2 separate regions of the Mus musculus genome follow, and region 1 is linked to region 2. Evidence: chromatin contacts called from public HiCAR-type data. All regions are on one chromosome and are shown on one strand. The core of a region is the stretch at or near the end of the contact, and the rest is flanking DNA. Distances in the headings are between cores, read along the strand shown.

Evidence for each region. HiCAR-type assays count read pairs that join an accessible place to other places.
Region 1: a contact with region 2 is called in a HiCAR-type map of kidney, with 5 times the contacts expected there. The contact joins two enhancer-like sites. A contact is called at or near these places in 3 of 484 Hi-C or Micro-C datasets (all in liver) and 4 of 115 datasets of contacts at active chromatin or transcription factors (hepatocytes, kidney and liver).

Annotation. Positions count from the first base shown.
Region 1 is chrX:98,050,123-98,053,189 of GRCm38.p6, forward strand. No RefSeq gene overlaps it. Among named protein-coding and RNA genes, the nearest start is that of Ar, 97 kb to the right of the region's middle. Within about 2 kb of position 1,524, at least 4 of the 459 cell types and tissues checked have an H3K27ac peak or open chromatin away from gene starts, as enhancers often do. A contact at or near this core is called in kidney and liver, where this site is marked.
Region 2 is chrX:97,747,141-97,750,163 of GRCm38.p6, forward strand. No RefSeq gene overlaps it. Among named protein-coding and RNA genes, the nearest start is that of Eda2r, 370 kb to the left of the region's middle. Within about 2 kb of position 1,276, at least 7 of the 459 cell types and tissues checked have an H3K27ac peak or open chromatin away from gene starts, as enhancers often do. A contact at or near this core is called in kidney and liver, where this site is marked.

The DNA of each region.
Region 1 (3,067 bases), core at 274-2,773, 300 kb after region 2:
CTAACTGGAGGAGAACCTACCAGTGCCTAAGATTAATACACTAATAATATACAGATAAATAATTATAGATAGTATGAAGAATATTCAGATTTTAGTGAAGATTAACTATGAAAAGGAGAGGTAGGATGAGTAAGGATAAGGGCCAAGTATTAGATAAACTTTGTAAAAAAAATATTAAAGTGGATACAGTAGTTAGGAGGGGAAAGTTAGGAACCTGTTAGTCTATATAGAGCTTTAGAGATTATAAAAGTTATATGAAAATATTTCTTATGTTAAAAGAGAGAAAATAAGGATGAAAGGAGGAAGGAAAGATGTAGGAATCCTAAAGTCATCATCAGGGAGTGGTTCTCCAAATGATTATCCCATAATCAGCTTCCAAACTCTGCTATAGGCTTGTTTAGTCATTCATAACACAGCCTTCAATGCATCTTTCTTTTTCATCAAACGAGGGAAACAGGTATATTTATATGAAACATTCATTTTTTTGTGACTTCCCTGGAAGTTACAGGCAGTTGTAAAGAGAATTAAACCCAGGTCTTCTAGAAGAGCATTCAGTTCTCGTAACCACTGGTCTATCTTTCTAAACCCTCTGCTTTTACATTTTGGAGACCTCTATAATGTGATACCCAAGTCACACTAATTTATGTGCCCACAAACAATATGCAAATGTTCATTTACTTTATACTCAACTCAACAGTTATCTTTTGACTCTTTGATAAAAATTAATCAACTGATATAATGTAATATCTCATTGTGGTTTAGATTTGCATTTCCATGATGCTTAGTCATATTCAATATATTCTCTTGTATCTGTTCTGCATTTGCCTTTTTTTGAAGAAATATTGAAAAATTTCACCCATTTTCAATTAGATGTTTATGCCACTGAGTTGATTGAGCTCCTTCTATATTATGAACATAGATATGGCTTGCAACTCTTTTTGCCCATCTCATTCCTCAACTCTACTATTTTTTGTTTGTTGTCTATAGAAGCTTTGGGTGGTTGATCATGTGATATAATTGCTAACTATTTTCCCAGTTACTTTAGAGTACAAGTGCCATTTAAAGAAACATCTAATACTCCCATGAGTAAGTCTTCTTCACTCTTATTGTCCAGCTTCTCTCATTCCTGCAAATTTGGACCTGTAAGTTTTAGAAGTCCTGACTCATCATTGCGTAAGCAGAGTGCTTTAGATACTCCCTGAACCTGTCTTTACTGTTCTTTATTTGGCATTTACAGTATATATTCTGTCCATTTTTCTTCAACTAAGTCCTTTGAATTTGAACTGTATCTAGTGAGTCCAACTTCAGGGAGTCTCTCATGCCCCTATACTTGGATAGGTGTGCTTCTTCTATTGCTTATAAGTCTTGAAGTTCTAATTTCTAGCCTGTCCTTAATAGATTTGTATTGAAATAATCTCTTCATGGCTCTCACTTTGTAAATAGGCTATGAGGTCCTGAAGGGCAGAGCTTAGGCCTCATCACACTTTGTACCCCAGTTCCTAGTACTGGCCTGGCACAGAGTGCTTTGCTTAGTAAATGCATGTTTGAACTAGCCAGTTCAAAACGTTTGGTAACCTATCAAGGGTGCTGGGACTCCTTGAAATTCATTCAGGTTTCTAATGACCCAGGGCCAAAAACTAATGTCAATATAAGACCATAAGATATGCCCAGGGAGCTTCTGGAAAAGCAAATCGTTTTGTTAGTGTAAACTGGTTCCAGTGAAAGTCAGGCTGGCAGACTGACACAGCTAAAAGACAGGAGCTGAAGAAGCACCTTCTCACCCTTGTCCTTTGCCCTCTTACTCAATTGCTTGGGTGACAGCCTGTCCAGGAGGCAGGCCATGGAGTTGCATGGATATGTTCCCAGTCACAGACTTGGGCTGAGGTTGGAATTCCAAGCCAAGCTCAAGTTGTCTTCTTTTGGTTCTGCTCCTTGATCTCACAGTGCTGCTGCATTCTTGGCAGGGTGTAGTTATACCTGGTGTGTAATTAAAAACACAGATGCTTCAGTTCCTTTTAAAGGAAGAAGGTGGAATCTTTTCAGAAGTCCAACAGAAAAGAATTGATGTTTTTGTTTCTCCACACTCTTCTAGCTTGGGCATTTCTGGCACTAGAATAATGGATAGAAAATTGTATCAAACTAAGTTATCTGTCTCTGTAAAACTAACATTAATGCTTCTGTATTATTTCTTTTAAAAATTCAGTTTGATAGGTTTCTATGCATAGGTGACATTTAAAGCTAATTCCAGACAGGGCATTGTTGACTATGCTTCTCTCTTTTTTTAAAAAAATATTTTTATTATTACTTATTTTCCTCAATTACATTTAGAATGCTATCCCAAAAGTCCCCCATACCCTCCCCCCCACTTCCCTACCCACCCATTCCCACCTTCTCTTAATAGTATGAAGTGCTTCCTTGCTAAGAATTATTCCAGAGCCTTTTGTAGACATGGGGCCTGGAAGGCAGGGGATACTGAAGGTTAGAGAGATGAAGCAATAATAACTTGTCTTCAGAAGTAATCCAGGCATTCTATAATGGAACTGGGAAAAACCCCATCAGATTTTGCAGCCTCTTTATTTGACCTTTGTTATTTCAGTCTAAGAAGACTATTGTCACTGAAACGACCACATTAAGTAAAAAAAACTGTATTGTTTAATATTGCCATTAGACAAGAAAGCCTAGATCTCAAAATTCCACTATCTGTGTCTAGTGTTTCCCTACACAACAAAGATTTCATCTTCAAAGTGTTTTTTATAAATATTAACCAGTAAAGTCTTTGAGCTAATCATGTGGTTTGAAAGCAGCAGTCATGCATTGATCTGGGAAGTAAGTATGAGGCGGCATAGAGCCTGGTTAGGTTGTTAAATTTGACTAAAAGAGAGTCAGTACTTTGTCGTGGGAAGTCAAGGAAGATCACAGAAATAGAATTCTTGTAAAAGATTGATAGAGGTCAAAGATAATTCCTGCCCCCTGGCAGTCATAATGCAGTAAAGTCCTCTAGTAGTTTTTTTTTTCAGCATCACTGGTTAAGTTTTCTTTTCTTTTCTTTTCTTTTCTTTTCTTTTCT
Region 2 (3,023 bases), core at 26-2,525:
CTGCTACAAAGAGATGCCAAATATCTTGAGTCATGAGGACTTCTTTCAGGGAAAATATAAAATAGAATGTACTTTTATTTTTTTTTACCCCATCCTGGTCTGCCCTCCCACAGTTCCACCTCCCAATTCTCTTCTCCCTGTCTCCAAGAAGATGTCCTCACCCCACCGCACTCCTGTCATGCCTTCTCACTCACTGGGGCCTCAAGTCTCTCCAGGGTTAGGCAAATCTTCTCCCACTGAAGCCAGACCAAGCAGTTCTCTGCTGTATGTGTGTTGGGGCCTTGCACCAGCTAGTGTACATTGCCTGGTTGGTGGCTCAGTGTTTGAGAGATCTCAGGGGCCCAGGTTAGTTGAAACTACTGGTCTTCCTATGGGTTCACCCTCCTTCTCAGCTTCTTCTAGCTTTTCCCTAATTCAAGAAAAGAGTTCCCTGACCTCTATCCATTAGCAGGGTACAAATATCTACATCTGAGTTTTTCAGCTGCTTGTTGAGCCTCTCGGAAGACAGTCATGCTAGGCTCTTTTCTGTAAGCACATAGCATCAGTAAGATTGTCAGGCCCTGAAGCCTCCCCTTGAGCTGGATAGCAGTTTGGGCAGGTCACTGAACCTCCTTTTAACTTGGAATAAACAAGAGAAAAACTAATCCTGAATCTTCTCTGTCTTGGGAGTTTTTGGGTCTGGACTCATCTGTATGTAGCTTACAGGATTGATTTGAGGCACTTTTCAGGTTGTAACACTATCTGATATCCTTAAAATGGAAATAAAATGGCATATAATGCATCGTCTCCAAGATCAATCCCCTTAAACATCTATTTCAAACACTTTCTGGTTCTGTGTTGTAATTCCTTCCAAGAAAGTTTGTATCACCATAGTAGAGTGTTCCCTATGCCTTCTGAAAGGAGTGAGGAGCTTATATCTATTCTGGAGAAAATGAATATTTTTTTTCTCAGACAGATGGACAGAAAAAGTATAACCACTGGATAATATGCATTAAGAGAAAGCTCAAAACAAACAAATAAAGATCAGAGATTTTGGGTTTGGTTAACAAATACTTGCCAGGAAAATTTAGCAGCAAATGTATGTATTCATTAGACAGTCTAAAACAGGTAGAGAAAACTATATGAGCATGAGGTTGCCTTTCTCACTTTCAAGTGTCCTACTATTATTTGAGAAAGCTAAGCCTTTCTGTAGCCAAACAAGTTCTTGGCTCTCTAGAGAACTCTTCCATTTCCTAAGGTCATGTCCTCACTAGGCTTGCTAGTTTGCTTCTATTTCTTCAAGCCTTGCTTGTGCCAAACTAAGGGACATTTCAGAAGTTATCAGCCTGCATCATCATTTTGGCCTTCCCCCTCCCTGCTGGAAGTGAGCTCAAGGAAGTAGGGAGCTGCAGGTTGGAACAACAAGTTAATCACAGAATATGGTGAGGAGTAGGGGGGCCTTTGATCAGCTCTCCATTACTCGATTAATTTTCTTAGTCTGATTTTATTGTGTGTATGTGTGTCTGTGTTTCTGTGTCTGTGTGTGTGTCCTTGTGTGTGCACACATGCATGTGAATGTGTGTGTGTGTGCTGTGCATGCTTTTTTGCACACATGTCTTTAAAGTTTATTTATTTATTTACTCATGTGTCTGTGCTGAGTAGTCATGGTTAGCTATCTAAAGGTCACTAGGATGGAACTATTTGGCCAGAGCCCAGTGTTTCATCTTTGCCAGGGACACACTGTTCTACTGTACCTCACCACTGTCAAAAACATCCAATAAAGCCTGTTTTACTTTCTTTCCTTTCTCATTTTGCTGGTAAACTTTTTTTTCTGATTTGTACTTTTTCGTTCCACTACTTTAATTGCATCTGTCTTAAAATTTTCTTTCGTCCAGCCTTTATTACCTCTGCTCTTTTTCTCATGCTGCTTTTACCTAGCCTTAGCCAATCTGCTGAAGGATGTCAGAAGCAACTAACAATGACCAGTGGGAAAGTTCTGTTTGGCAGTCAGGTCTTAAGCATGAAGGAAAGAGCTTGCAGGTGGTTCAAACTAAAACAGAGAAGTCTGGGTTGAAAGATTAGGACTGATTGAGGATACAATTGCATTGTAGGTGAGGGAAGAAGAAAAATCTTTGAAAGCAGGAGGTAAAGAATTCCTCTACCTCTTAGTGAATTAAGAAGTCAAAGGAGTATGAAGGTGAAAATATGGAAATGGAGCAAAAGCATTCCAATAATTTGAGCTTTGAAATAGGAGCACAGTTATTTGATAAGCATTTCTGCTCTTCCAAGAACATTTTAATGACGAGGTACTTGTTTGCTGCAGACAGATCAGTGCAGTATTCTCAGAATCCTGCAATAAAATTTGGGCTCTTCTTAGGTACAACATTGAAATCATATAAAGAACTGTCTACAGAAATTTGCAATACAATTTAAGTTCTGCCCTAGAACAGAGAAAGTCAAAAAGAAAGTAAAATGTGAAAATGGCAGGAATCATGTAGATTTCTGCCTTCAAACAATAAACATCTGCTATGGGGGACAAAAGAAGTGAATATTCTTCATGATACCTAAGTCCATATTTGGGATTAATTTGATCTTAAAACAATGGATAATTAAGGGAAATTAAGTCAGGTATAAACCTTTAGTCCCTCCTATCTTGGAAGAGGAAGAAATACTTGAAATAGTCTGTGAGTCTTTAATTATTCCTTTATTTGTGTCCTGTGAAGGCCAGAACTGGACAGGATTTTCATAGTGAAAGTAAGATTTGAGAATTAGAAACTTGGGATGAAGAGATATTTCAGATGTTAAAAGCATGTATGTACTTCTTTTGCAGAAAAAACAAATTTGGCTCTCAGCACTCATGTCAGACAACTAACAGCCCTAAAATCCTATTATTCTGGCCTCCTCAGGCACCTGCATTGATATACAGATGCTCTCTAACCCCCCTCCCACACACGCACACACTCACACACATCTCATAGATGTGGAAGATGGGAGTATAGCAGTAGATCTGCCCAATCTAGGCGCACAGCATGTATTCATAGTAA